3 separate regions of the Rattus norvegicus genome follow, and regions 1 and 2 are each linked to region 3. Evidence: chromatin contacts called from public Hi-C data. All regions are on one chromosome and are shown on one strand. Each heading gives the region's core, a stretch centred on a gene start, on an enhancer-like site or on the middle of the called end of the contact. The rest is flanking DNA. Distances are from core to core; before and after follow the strand shown.

The links. A called contact is a pair of places that touch in the nucleus more often than the background predicts.
Region 1: a contact with region 3 is called in a Hi-C map of liver, with 5 times the contacts expected there. The contact joins two enhancer-like sites. A contact is called at or near these places in 2 of 12 Hi-C or Micro-C datasets (kidney and liver).
Region 2: a contact with region 3 is called in a Hi-C map of liver, with 6 times the contacts expected there. The contact joins two enhancer-like sites. A contact is called at or near these places in 7 of 12 Hi-C or Micro-C datasets (the Rat2 cell line, Schwann cells, frontal cortex and 3 more).

The regions. Positions count from the first base shown.
Region 1 is chr7:33,552,686-33,557,262 of GRCr8, reverse strand. No RefSeq gene overlaps it. Among named protein-coding and RNA genes, the nearest start is that of U2l1, 280 kb to the left of the region's middle. Within about 2 kb of position 1,577, at least 4 of the 93 cell types and tissues checked have an H3K27ac peak or open chromatin away from gene starts, as enhancers often do. A contact at or near this core is called in liver, where this site is marked.
Region 2 is chr7:33,964,873-33,969,501 of GRCr8, reverse strand. No RefSeq gene overlaps it. Among named protein-coding and RNA genes, the nearest start is that of U2l1, 130 kb to the right of the region's middle. Within about 2 kb of position 3,176, at least 79 of the 93 cell types and tissues checked have an H3K27ac peak or open chromatin away from gene starts, as enhancers often do. A contact at or near this core is called in liver, where this site is marked.
Region 3 is chr7:33,792,136-33,796,325 of GRCr8, reverse strand. No RefSeq gene overlaps it. Among named protein-coding and RNA genes, the nearest start is that of U2l1, 42 kb to the left of the region's middle. Within about 2 kb of position 2,050, at least 15 of the 93 cell types and tissues checked have an H3K27ac peak or open chromatin away from gene starts, as enhancers often do. A contact at or near this core is called in liver, where this site is marked.

The DNA of each region.
Region 1 (4,577 bases), core at 328-2,827, 240 kb after region 3:
AGGACGCCTGCTGTTCTGCAGGGTGACCATGGCTGCCATGTTACTCTAAAGATCACTTGCAGCTCCCGTGGGCCATTTCCACTTGATTGCTGACACTACTATCTATCTCGTTTTGGCTGCATAATCTTCCCCAGCAACTCTGCCTGGAGCTGTTGTACTACAGACCAGAGCCAGATGAGTTGGTCTGGTTCCACTACCATGGATTGGATGCTTCTCCAGCCAAACATGTCCTGCTTTTCTAAGAAAAATCTCAGCACTTCTATCATTGAATTGGCTATTTTTTTTATGCCACGGGTGCTTGGTACTTGACACTCTTGTCTAATGTCCTTTCCTGCTTCCTACTGGCAGGATCACTTTTTCATTCTGTTTCTACAATAAGTCACTCTAGCCAAAGCCAACACAAAAGGAGAGGCTTTATTTCATCTTAAAGTTTTAAGTGGCAGTCTATCATTGTGGGTAGTAAAGGCAGGAACTGAAGTAGAAACAACAAACGAATGCCTGTTGCTTCACCCTCTGGCTCAGGCTCAACTAGCTGTTGTATGCATCCCAGGACCAGTTGCTTAGAGATGGTGCTCCTCATAACAGGCTGGGTCCTCCCATATAAATCATCCACTGGGACAATGTCCACCACAGACATGCTCACAGGCCAATCTGATCAAGGCAAAATTTCAATTGAGAATCCCCCTTCCCTCGGGAATCCAGGTTGTGTGTAGGTGACAAAACAAAACAACAACAACAACAACAACAACAACAACAACAACAAAAACTAATGAGGACATAAGGGGACATTGCTGAGACACAGTGATAATACAATGACACAAAAACTTATTGTATGTTCATTCCATGATGCTCTCCTGGGTACAATGTTGACCTATGTGAACCTGTTGAGTTGTGCATCTGTTTGTATTTGTTCGAGTTCAGATGTATGTGCATGTGAAAGACAAAGAACAGCCTCAGGTATTACACCTCAGGAGCTGTCCATTTTATGAGACAGTCTCTCACTGACCCGGGACTCACTGACTAGGTTAGGATGACTAGCTTATGAGCCTCAGGCATCCACCTGTCTCTGCCTCCCCAGCATTGGAATGCCAAGCCTGTACCACCACTCTGGGGTTCTTCATACGGATTCTTCTTCGGTCTCTATGCTGGCACTGCAGGCACCTTTCCCACTGAGCCTCTCTAGCTCTTTGCAGACTTCTTAAGGACAATTCATTTTCTTTCCTTTCAGTGTCTAACATAGAGCCCAACTCAAAACTTTCCGATTCCCATTCATAAGTAATCATAAATGAATTACATTGTTTGGAAAATGCCAAGTACATCAACCATCCTTGGATATAGTCAACAAGTACCAATTCCTTCACATTATAACACTTTACATCTTAAAATTTCAACTTAATCCCTGCCCTTGTGTCATGCTTTCAAATGACGTGGATCTGGCATAGTGATTGATCTCAGCCTTTTGCCATAAGAATAACAGCTTCCTGGGCAAGAGAAAGAACTTTAAAACTCGTTCTTCCAGTGGGGAGTGGTGAAGGGCAGAGTGATGCCAGCAAAAAAGTCCCATCATGTTTGGCATGCCCAATGTTTGCTGTACTTTCTGTCCTGTGTGCCGGAGCTTCTGTTTAACTGAGCTGAGGATTAAAGTATTGAACAAGCAAAGAATTGCTCAACTTCCCTGGATAGGCGGGTCTCATTCAGTATTTGACAGAAAACCTGTCATTTGAGTATGATATATATTTACTGGGGAAAAACAGGATGGCTTAGGCTCAAAGGTCTTTTCTGCTCACCTGCAATGGGAAACCCAGTGTCTCCCTTACCTTCAGGCGCTGAAGCCTGAAACACATTAAGTTTCCATCTCCTCCCCCTGGCCATTTGGATTTGAGCAGCCTCTAAAACAGTCCAGTAAACAGGCAGACAAGACTCCACTTGAGTCTGTTTATAACCTAAAGCTAAAGCATTTATGGAATCACAGACCAGGCTGGGGCATGTCATCTCTGCATTGAAAATCAAAGAATTGCAATTTAGAGGTAGAGGGGCGGGGTGGGGCAGGGCTGGGCTGGGCTGTGAAATCAAAATGGATACAGCTGGCTTTGCTTCTCAACATCTCTAGATGCGAGAAGGTCAGAAAGGCTGTGGGCACGCTCTGCAGTGGATCTGTGACAGGGCAGTGTGGCAGCAGGCCTATGTAAATTAAACAACTTAGCCAATATAGAAAACACATTTTCAGCAAGTAAATAATGCCATTTAAGGGATCCGATTGCTAAAGCAACCTCATTGCCTAACGGGAGGACACTCATCCTTTCACCAAATATTTACTGCCTAGCTCTGGGACTGGCAAGGCTGAGCACTGGTAAGCAATCACCTCTACCCTGAAGTTTTAAAGATTTTGCGATGAAATTTTACAATATTATAGAGAACGTGTTTTTCTTTCTTTGAGACAGGATCTCCTGTTTCCTGGACTGGCATTGACTTGGTTTAAAGCAGATGACCCTGAATCTCTGCCTTCCGGCGCACTCACACCCTCCTGAGTCTGGGGACGCCAGGCAGTGTCCTGAAACAGGTCTGGTTTATGGGGTCCTGGGCATCCATGCTATGTGCCAAGAAACCAGCCTCTTAACTGAGCTATATCCTTTGTGTGAAACATGCCATCTGCAGAAAATCAATCCATTTGTATGAAAGACCCAAAGACGGAAAAACTGCTTTTCTGTAGATACAGGTGCTGGAGCAAAGCACATAAATGTATTCCTAGACTAACCTGTGGTATCTGTGAACCACCCCATGCTAATACCTCTGTATACAAGGACATATACAGGAGCGCTAATGTTTTTAGCGCCTCAGTTACATCTGCTGAGTTTGGTCAGTGATCAAAGAAGACCACACTGTCTGAATTATATTCGCAAAGAGCACAACTACTCTACTGAAATGAGATTCCAGGCTTCAAGTCTTACATTTTTAATTGTCTGAATCAAGATGTATAAAGTTATGTGAGGTAAATGACAGGCATTTTCCCCCTGAATTCGGGCAGCTATGCCTGCCACTGTTCGATGCCAGCAAAAAAAAATCATTATTTTAATGTAAAATTCAGTAACTGAATTCTAACAGGATGAAAACAAGAGAAAAAACATGGAAAAGTTGGCATAAAGTCACCTGAAACAAAATGGCCATCGGGACGAGGTCCAAGCTTGACAGCACGGAAGTTGGTGGACATTCCATCCCTTTGGGTAGAATGATCCATATATTAAGTTACTGAAATGTCAAATGTCACCCATGAGAGGGAACATTTCTGTCCATCCTTTTCTGGTTAGTATGGACTTAAAGAGACATGTGTATCGTATTTTTCAATATAGTATCCATGAGCATCTATCACTAGCAATAAGCTATAAATTCTCCTTACAAAATTATTTGCTCAAGTGTCCATTTTCATAGATCATGAGTGTGTACAGACTCCACATGCTTTTCTCATGCTTACTTTAATTAGTTATGCATCTGTTCATTTTCACAAGAATCTATGAGGCCAGTTCCCTGAAAATTGTTTGATGATGTCACTGGCAATGTTTGCTTGGATCTGGTCTCCTTCCCATGGTGGTTTGAATGTCTGTGGTTCACGGGGTGGCACTACTAGGAGGTGTGGCCTTGTTGAAGTAGGCATGGCCTTGTTGGAGGCAGAGTGACACTGTATAGAGAGGGCTTAGAGACCATCCTCTCAACTGCCTGGAAGACAGATTTCTCCTGGATGCAGTTGGATCAAGATATAGAACTCTCAGCTCCTCCAGTACCATGCCTGCCTGCATGCCACCATGTTTTTACCCTCATGATAATGGACTGAACCTCTGAATCTGTAAACCAGGCCCAATTAAATGTTGTCCGTTATAAGAGTCGCCTTGGTCATGGTGTCTCTGCACAGGAATAGAAACCCTAACTAAGACACTCCTCATCTTGTTTTCCTGTAAGTTTGATGCCATCTGTCTTTTTATTTTTATTCCCTTTGGGTTTATAGACTTTCCAAGATGTTGAGATCCCACCTCCCCCATGTGGGGTTATTCGGAGATGCAGTGTCCGGATATAACTCCTATTAGTTGAGATCATGAGTGGAACGCTCATGAACGGAAGTTGGTGCCCTTAGAGGATCGTGGGAGAGCTTGCCTCCCCTTTGAGCTCTCACTCAGGTATGAACACAGCAAGAAGCCACCCATACAACACAGAGGAGGGCCTGCACTGAAGGCCAACCACAGTCATGCTGGCCCTGTAATCTTAGACTTCCAGCCTCTATAACTGTCGAGTATATATTTATAGGTTTTGTAAGCTCCGAAAACCATAGTATTTTCTTACAGCAGACTGAGCGAAGAATCCTGCTTTTTAATAGTAGTGTTATTATGTATAGCATATACTTAAACAATATTTTTGTGCTGAGCTGTTTCTGTATTTTTTTAAAGGGGGGCTATTACATTCTATCCAACTTCTGAGATTTTCTTGATTCTCAATTATAGCTGTGATTCATTTATATTATGTGGAGTTATGGCTTATTCATTTTCACTGCTGTATAATGTCACATTCATGAATGAGTTTTTGTTCCCTCA
Region 2 (4,629 bases), core at 1,927-4,426, 170 kb before region 3:
GGAGTGACGGAGGTTGCAGCTCATGATGAACTTTAGAAACATTCCCAGAAGGGAACATTGAAGGAGGGCTTGAAGCAAGACTCCTGGGAAGGGAGACGCAAGCTGAAGACATCAGCTATCGTGACAGATACCCTTCTCCACCATTTTGCCCAACACACAGAAAACTGTCACTCCTAAGCAAGTACCTACTTTGTCATGAGAGAACTAATTTTCTTTTGTCTGTTTTATTGATTGTAGAAATGCATTAACATGAGTGTGTACATTCAGGAATTGCAGCCATCTCTGTTAACATTACCAGGTGATCCTTCCAAATACTGTGACAGAGCACAAGACACCTTGGAAATGTGGGAATCTGCGTTTTGCAGTTGGCAATAACTCCATTTCTTCCCCAGTTAGTGTGGCACCTGACAGCTCCCCACTCCCTTTCTGCTCACCACTCCCACAGAGGGAGTGCCAAGGGTCTGCATGCGTTTCTTCTCCCATAAGAGTTACCACAGACAACAAAATGTACACCAGGAAGGTATAAATATCATCAAATGCTGGGTGGAGGGGTTAAAAGGTTTTCTTTTTTTTTAAAATAATAGCATACCTATTTTATCGGATTATTATTTGCCTTCAAGGAGTTTATATATAAACACAGAGTGAGAGTTGGAAACGCATTTAGAAAATTGTTATTATTGTTGTAAATTTACTTTAAAACCAGACAAGCACAAACAAAAGCCCCAAAGAGAAAAAAAAAAGAAAAACAACAACAAAAACACCCAAAAAACAAAAAACCAAAGAACTTCTCAGATGATTAAGCCAAGAACAAAAATACATGGTCCAAAGAATAAGAGTCTTGTATCAAAAAAAGTTCCATGAGTTCTGGAGTTCAAGGTGCTATGCCACTGCCAAGAGATAAGAATCTTGCCGGGACTCAGTTTAATCAGATTCTTTGAATATAATAAGAATGAAAATTAAGCTAAATTGTCAGCAGCTGGTTGTCTATCTAAACCTAGCAAAGTTCCGGGGAGCTATTATGTAGGAGTTAGAAAGCTGTCTAGGTGCGCCTCAAATCGATGTTGGGAAGAGTGACCTCCTTTTCCAGTGCATTGTCATTGTAGTTCAAATTCACCTTCAGAAATGCAGGGGACATTTCCCCTCAGTAGTGAAATCTACATTACTTTGTATGGCAAAGTATACGCGTTCTCTAAATCTGACTGTTCTCCTTGGGTCTGCCAGAATTTTTGTGTAAAGATTTCCCTATCCTTGGCCACTTTTGTTAGGGAAACCTCTCTCAGCAAAGCATGCCTGCATCTTTGAGTAGGACCAGAGCCATTTCTCCCAGGAGCCTTTGTGAGATTTCTACAGTTGCTTGTCACCATGGTCAAATGATACCTCCTTCCACGGCTTGGGTCTGTCTCTGGAGATTGACAAAGAACACCAGATAAAGTCATCTCCCCAAGCGTGGGTAATTAAATACTGGTCAAACCTACAATCCAAAATCTCTTTTAAGAACTAGAGAAGATTCTAACCCTCTTTTTTTTTTTTTTAGGCCACCCCTCCTCCCCTTTCCTTTGCAGGAAAGAGTTTCCCTTTCTGCCAATATAATTGCTTTGTGATATACATGTTGGGATCAACTTAGCTTTTTCCTCCCTTTCTGGCCTACTAAATGGTTGGCTTAGGGGAAAATCAAACTTTACAGCTTGGCTTTTTCCCACTTGGCAACTTTGATTTCCTGGATATGTTAGGTAATTTTTCAAATTATGTGCTTTAATATCTTGTCCCTTAAAGTGTATTTAGGGAGGTTAAAAAATACCCTCCACTGAACAATAGGTTGAATATGCTACAAACAATGCTTTAACTAAGTGCCCCAAACAAAAATACCCCGCACTGAATATTTATATTTTTAGTTGCCCCACATAATGTATATGCATATTGTATTAATTATATATATTTAAAAAGTAAGGGGGAAAGATGGATATCACTGTAACTCTAATCCAGACACTGCTGAAAATTTAGTCCACCCAAGATGAAAAAATCTACAAAAATCCCTTGTTAAATAAAAAGGTACTCCTATTGAAAAACTCGTGTGTGTGTGTGTGTGTGTGTGTGTGTGTGTGAGAGAGAGAGAGAGAGAGAGAGAGAGAGAGAGAGAGAGAGAGAGAGAGAGAGAGAGAGAGAGAGAGAGAGAGAGAGAGAGAGAGAGAGAGAGAGAGAGAGAGAGAGTTATCTCCACACATCGTGAATTGTTTTTGGATCAAGCCTGAATACAATATATTTTAGGCTTTCCTTTCCTAAAAGGGTAATTCAGAGCCGGGGGAGGAGGGGAGAGGAGAGGAGGCGCAGGTCCATTTCTGACTTAGTTGTTTACAAAAAGCACATGCTAATGTAACAGTGTATACGGAATTAAAGAGAAAATGTCAAACACGCCGTGACATCCAAAACACATTCAGCTGTTGCCTTTTACTATGGAGACTTTCATTCTACAGCGGACTGCCTCCAAGACCCAGTGTTTTTGTGTGTTGGGTTAAAAATAGCCTGCCAAGCCTGACAACTAGATTCTGATTGGTCCGTAAGGGCGGCCGTTCAGCCAATGAGAGCTTCTGGGAACAAAAGCAATTCTTTTGTGTGTGTGAGATGCTCAACCCATGTCAAAACAGCTTCGGGCTGTAGAAATGATTTGGGTAGAGATTTAACAAGGTAATAATGCATTTTAGCCCTCTGAAAGGTTTGAAGCGGAACAAAGAGGGGGGTGGAGTGAGGGGGAGCAGGGGAAATCTACAAAAGAAATGAAACCAGCGCTTAGCTTTTACCGATGAATCATGCGGGTGTTCGTGCTACAAGCATTATTCTTTTCCTTTCCCGACGTCCCCGAGACTTTTACTTACTTTTCAGGCATTTTCTCGTCCCAAACAAAAAGTCATCAAAGACTTTTGACTAACGTGCTCGTTTGCTGTTACGATTCGTTGGCAAGAAGAAAGGGGAAAAAACCTCTTCTTATTAAATGTCACAAAGAGAAAACAAAGACCTATGATTTGTGCACAGTGAGTAGTGAAACTTTGAGCTGTAGATTCTGGATATCAAACACAGCCCACATTCTCAAAGACAGTTCCTGGTCCGTGTACTGATAGCTCTCTAGATTAGGAAAACAAAGAGGGACTTGATGGGAGACAGTTCTGGGTGCTGGCCGCCTTGAAAGCATCGGACCGCCAGGGGTCGCTGTTGCACAGTAGACGAATCTCTACTGCGTGGGCTTCTCTGTAATCTTTAAGGAAAGAAATAGGATGTGATGGGTACCTTTAGACCAAAGAGGAGGGATGGGGGGCGCTGTCGCTATTTGAAATCCTTAAGCATGGCTTTTGATCAACACTATGGGACAAAGCAACTGAAAACAAGATTTACTATACAGGGAATTTAGTGCCACAGAAGACAAATGTTCGTACAGGAACTTGGAATTGTGACTTAAGACAGGCTCTCCTAAACCACATCGCGATTTTAAACTAGATTACAATAACGACAATAAAATGGTGTCACTGATGCCTTATAGTCTCCAACATTTTTATGCGAGCAACCCGTGTAATGTACCCAGTCCAGACGTGTTTTGGCAAAAGAATTCAGATCATACATGGTTTACATATTAACCACAGAGAAAACTATCTGTTCAGCACACGTTTTCCTCTTGAGCATAGATTTCACGATACAGGATTCATAAACGAAACCTAACAAACCTTTACTCCTGGTGTGGCATCTAAAAAAGCCAAGCTTCTGGGTAAAATAGGAACAAAAGTTTATAGTCTAATTGGGTGTGTTAAACCCACGATACCCAAATATTTTCTGTTTGGGAAAAAGCATAATATATTTATCTGTGAAAGATTATTCCAAAGCACATATTGGAAGCTGGTTTTTCCATTCATATTCATCTAGCAAAACTGAAAGAGCAGTGCACTTTTCTGTTTCCTATTACGCTCAATTATAATGCTTTGTACACATTTATAAGGAACTAAAAGACAAAGAATAAAATTTACTTATTAATTATATTTCTCAACAACTGTACTCCCAGAAGACGGTGTGATTGTGTGCATGCACGCAGTCAGCATTCGATAGCTCCAAACAACGTCTATTCCCTTAAGCACTGTTGTGACTTTTATGAAGTTTGCTTAATCGGGTTGTCCTAACAGCAGCTAGAGGAATTGATCGTTGGGCAGGTAGGTATAATTGTGGTAGGGAGCCCAGGAGCTTTAACAGAAATAGCGTGAGGTGGCGGCAGTGGAAGAGCGTTTGGCCACCGTATGTATACCGCATTGGTCATGTTCTATACTTGCTCAGCTCCAGGCCTTGAAGCTGCCCCGATGCCAGACCCTTCCCCCGGGCAAGCGCCAATCCCTAACACTATTAAAGATCCTCTGCTATGCTTGCAGACAGGAGTGTATTGCCCTTGAGAGGCTCCACCCAGCAGCTGATTCAGACAGATACAGACACGGACAGCCAAACAGAACGTGGAGCTTGGGGACTCTTATGGAAGAATAGGAGGATTGTGGGCCGGAAGGGGATAGGAACTCCACAGGAAGACCAACAGAGTCAACTAAACTTTGGAGCTCTCAGAGTCTGAACCACCAACCAAAGGACATACACAGGCTGGACCTAGGC
Region 3 (4,190 bases), core at 801-3,300:
TATTCGCAGAATACGGGAATATGGCTCTCTCAGTACATCTGTTGTTTTCAGAAAACACACAAACAGGGTTAAGACATTTTGTTTGCTTGTTTGCTTTAGGAAAAATATACATACCGATGCTGGCACGGGGTTAGTACAAAAGGTGCTGTGCACTTAGAATTCCTCAGAGTAATAGCTTCTAGTACTCAGTTATGTTATTAGTCTTAAGCTTGCATTTCAATTAGACTGTCCCCCCCACCTCTGAGGCTGAGTTGCAATACCCACTGATTTCCTCTAGAGGGAGACTGGAGCAGCAATACACAAGAACGGTGTTTTTAAAAAAAACTGGGTCAATTAGAGTAACCCTGAAGATATTTTTTTTTCATGACAGAAAACCATGATTTTACCAAAAGCTCCATAAACCGAACCACAGAACGGTTACTTGCAATACGTGTCTTCTCCGTGTGACAGAGTCACCCTTTGTAATATGAAGGAATGTGGCTTCGGTTTGCTTTCAATACTAAAGTAATAAGGAATAAAAAATCTTGGGCACAGACATCATTTCACTCACTTTACCCACTATAACTTATAAAGATGTCTCTATGACATTACAAATGACAAGCTCGTTAAAAAATGTATAAAGCTGTCGATTTGAGTTGCAGTCTTTATGAGTTAATGTGGATGCCCCTCGGCCCCCCCATTCCCACCCCCGACTGAGCATACATGCAAGGTACCATAAGTGAAGCAGGCATTCTGCAGAATGAGCTACTCGGTACGTAAAGACACTGCCTAGCATCTCACACCATGATGACCATCCCTCTTCTCTGTACCATTTCCCAGGGATAGCCAGCACTTGGCTGACAGGATCCAATCCTTTTAACTTCAGAGGCTTGATTTAAAAAAAAAAAAAAGCACTGTTTTAAGCATTCGTGTGGCTTGTCCGGAGCTGCCATCAATGGTAGCCACCCAGTTACTATAAATCCTATAAGCATCAAAGGGAGCCAAGATCAGCAGCTTCTGGTATAAAGGCTTCTACAAGACGGCAATGGTGATAGGAAATCCTCCTGTTCATCGACGTGGAACCCAGACCCCCACCCCCACCTCGATGATACAGTGACATCATTGGTCAGCGGCATTGGCCTATTTTCTGTACTGCTTATGGTGGATTGGAATGGATAGAAATAAACATCTTATATAACAGGCAGGCTGTGCTTTCTGTCTTTTTCTCCCCACCCAAGGAGATTTTCCCAGCGTGAATTCTGCCTGTACAATTAACATTGCCCAAATTTCAGCTGAAAAAAATCTGTTAAGGTTTTAAGCAGATTAACAAATACAGCCCATGGATGCTGGCTCCTATTCCTTCTCCTATACATGCATGAACACACACACACACACACACACACACACACACACACACACACACACACACACACAGAGAGAGAGAGAGAGAGAGAGAGAGAGAGAATCTCTACTTCTGCCTCCCACCATCGCCTCCAAACCCCCTGTAATCAAAACAGCTTTTTATCAAGAGACAAGCAAAGCAAGCAAGTTAAATTGAAATTGGTCTTGGAACAGTTGAAACAAAAATAAAAGATTGCAGATTAGAGCTATTGTCCCATCCCAGAGATACAAAGCAGAACCCCCTCTGTGCTTATTTTCTTGGCAGTGAAACAGACAAACCAAAGATTACGAAAGGATACACCCTGCCCTAGTAGCCTTCAGCATCATGAAGAGTACAACCCTAGAACCAGGCATGTGCAATTGTGATTTGTAATGATTAACCAAGATTCTCTGAACTTTGTCTCATAAATCTTGCTTTGTGTGGAACGGTTTATGAATCTTTGAACTTGAGCATTTTATTGTAGAGGCTGCTTCTGAAGAAATTATATACAAATGAGCCTTCAGTATGATTTTGCTGATTCTAGTACAATAAGTCAGAGACAGCAAAGAGCTCAGGGGAGGGGAGAGGGGAGCGGAGGGGGAGGGAGAGGAGGAAGTGGTTGAACAGCCTGGTGGAGACTCATTTGAAATCAGCAACATGATTCTGTTAGGAAGAAGGAGGTTAACTGACCTAGTGGACTTTGTTGGTGAAATCATTGTGCGGTCCTGATTCAGTCAATATTTGAACCTCACATATATTCCTAGTACATGGCAAATACTGAAATAATCTGAATAATGTGGAGTTGAACTTGTCCTGTGAGGATTTTTTTCAGTATTAATTTGTAGTTCAAGATGGGAACACAATTGGGAGTGAATTCCGGGGGTATATGACGGATTAAAGGGAGTCAGAAAGATTGCACATGGCAGAGGACCAGAATATCTGCTGAGTGATTGTGTCTTCTAGAAGCTTCACCCACAACACACCAACAGTATGGCTACCTAAACAAGGGATGAATGAGGACACTACCAGCAGATATTGTACAATGGAAGAAGGAAATCTCACAGGGACACATTGTATCCCTAGTCGAAAAATTACAGGCTACTAAGGAATTGTGTAAGTGGTAGAATCAGTCATCCCCAAGAATTGGATGACTCCTAATGGGCTATGCAATACTGAGCAGCCTTCCTTGAAATCATATACATGCACACAACACTAAAGAGACCCAGCAGGTTTATTTATATATTTAAAGATATGTGTAACAATAACATTTTTTTTAAAAGAAGCCATACATTTTAGAAGGAGGGAGGGTACTGGTGGTGTTGGAGGTAGGGAGGAGAAAGAGAAAATGACACAAATATATCTTAATTAAAAAAAAGTTAAAAAGATAATCTGTTCTTTACTTGTGGGATGGTATCACAGGTATCACAAGGTAGAATGAGGCCTGTCATTGGATGAGAAGGAAGGATGGGCAGGAGAAAAGTTTGAAGGAAGAGGAGGAGGGAGAGAGTAGGTAGGGACAATATGGCAGTTGACATTAAGATTCCTTGCTGTACCTTTACAGATTGTTATAAATGTTCTTAAGGGATGGACGTGTACTGGGCTTTGTGTGTTTAGGTGAGCAATTATATCTTATCAATTGGATCAAAGATTATTGTGTTGTGTGTTCTTTCATGTGTAGATTTAAGTGTAAGGGAGTGTGGAGCAACTCGTCTGGGCTGCCATGTTGAGTCACGTGATGTCTCAAGCAGCGGCACTGCGGTGTAGACTTAGTGGGGATAAAAGATACCCCTTTATTTTTATATTTTGACAACAGCATTTCCTGTCTGGAGAAAAAAAGATCACAGAGTGCCCATCCTATGTGGGAGCCATTTTAAAGAGATTAAATTTAACTCTCTATTCATTGCTGCATGTTCTACCTGTTTGGTCAGCAAAGTCAGTCCTGTGCAAGTGTATATCACAATGTTATCCATTTTGAGGTGTGTACCTGGGTGCAAAGGTAACTAACTCGCTATTAACAATACACACTGTAATAGTGTATGCATTTTTCTTGACCTTACATCCATGACACCAAGAATCCACCACATTCGTACTCGGCTCTGCAAATTCAGAGAGCTAGTGAAACAGTAAAGGTTCATATTTAAATATCACCTTTAGTTTTTTCCATCCATAAGAAGCTAAATAATATATTAGACTTCACTCCTTAGAAGACAATGATGTTTTTTTTCTTTATTAAAACGTTTTATTTTACATTCCAAAAGTGGCCCCCCCTTCCCAGTCCCCCTACCCTGAGTTCTTCATCCCAACCCCCAGCGCTGAAAGAGTGCGCCTCCACCCAACCACCCCCACCAGCATTCCCTCTTCTCTGGGGTATCAAGTTCACACAGGATTAATTGCATCCTCTCCCACTGAGTCCATAAATGGCAGTCCTCTGCCACACATGAGCCCAGGGCCACAAACCAGCTGATGTATGCTCCTAGGTGGTTGTTGGCTTAGTTTCTGGGAGCTCTGGGGTTCCAGGTTAGTCGCTACTGTTGTTCTTCCTATGGGGTTGCAATCCCCTTCAGCTCCTTCAGTCCTTCTTTTTTTTTTTTTTTTTTGTTCTTTTTTTCGGAGCTGGGGACCGAACCCAGGGCCTTGCGCTTCCTAGGTAAGCGCTCTACCACTGAGCTAAATCCCTAGCCCCTTCAGTCCTTCTTCTAACTCTTCCGTATTGGTCCCTGACCTCAAACCAATGGTTGGCTGGAAGGATACGGATTTCTCTCAGTCAGTCGCTGTTAGAGCCTCTCAGAAGACACATGAAGCTCCTGTTTGCACACATAATATGGCCTCA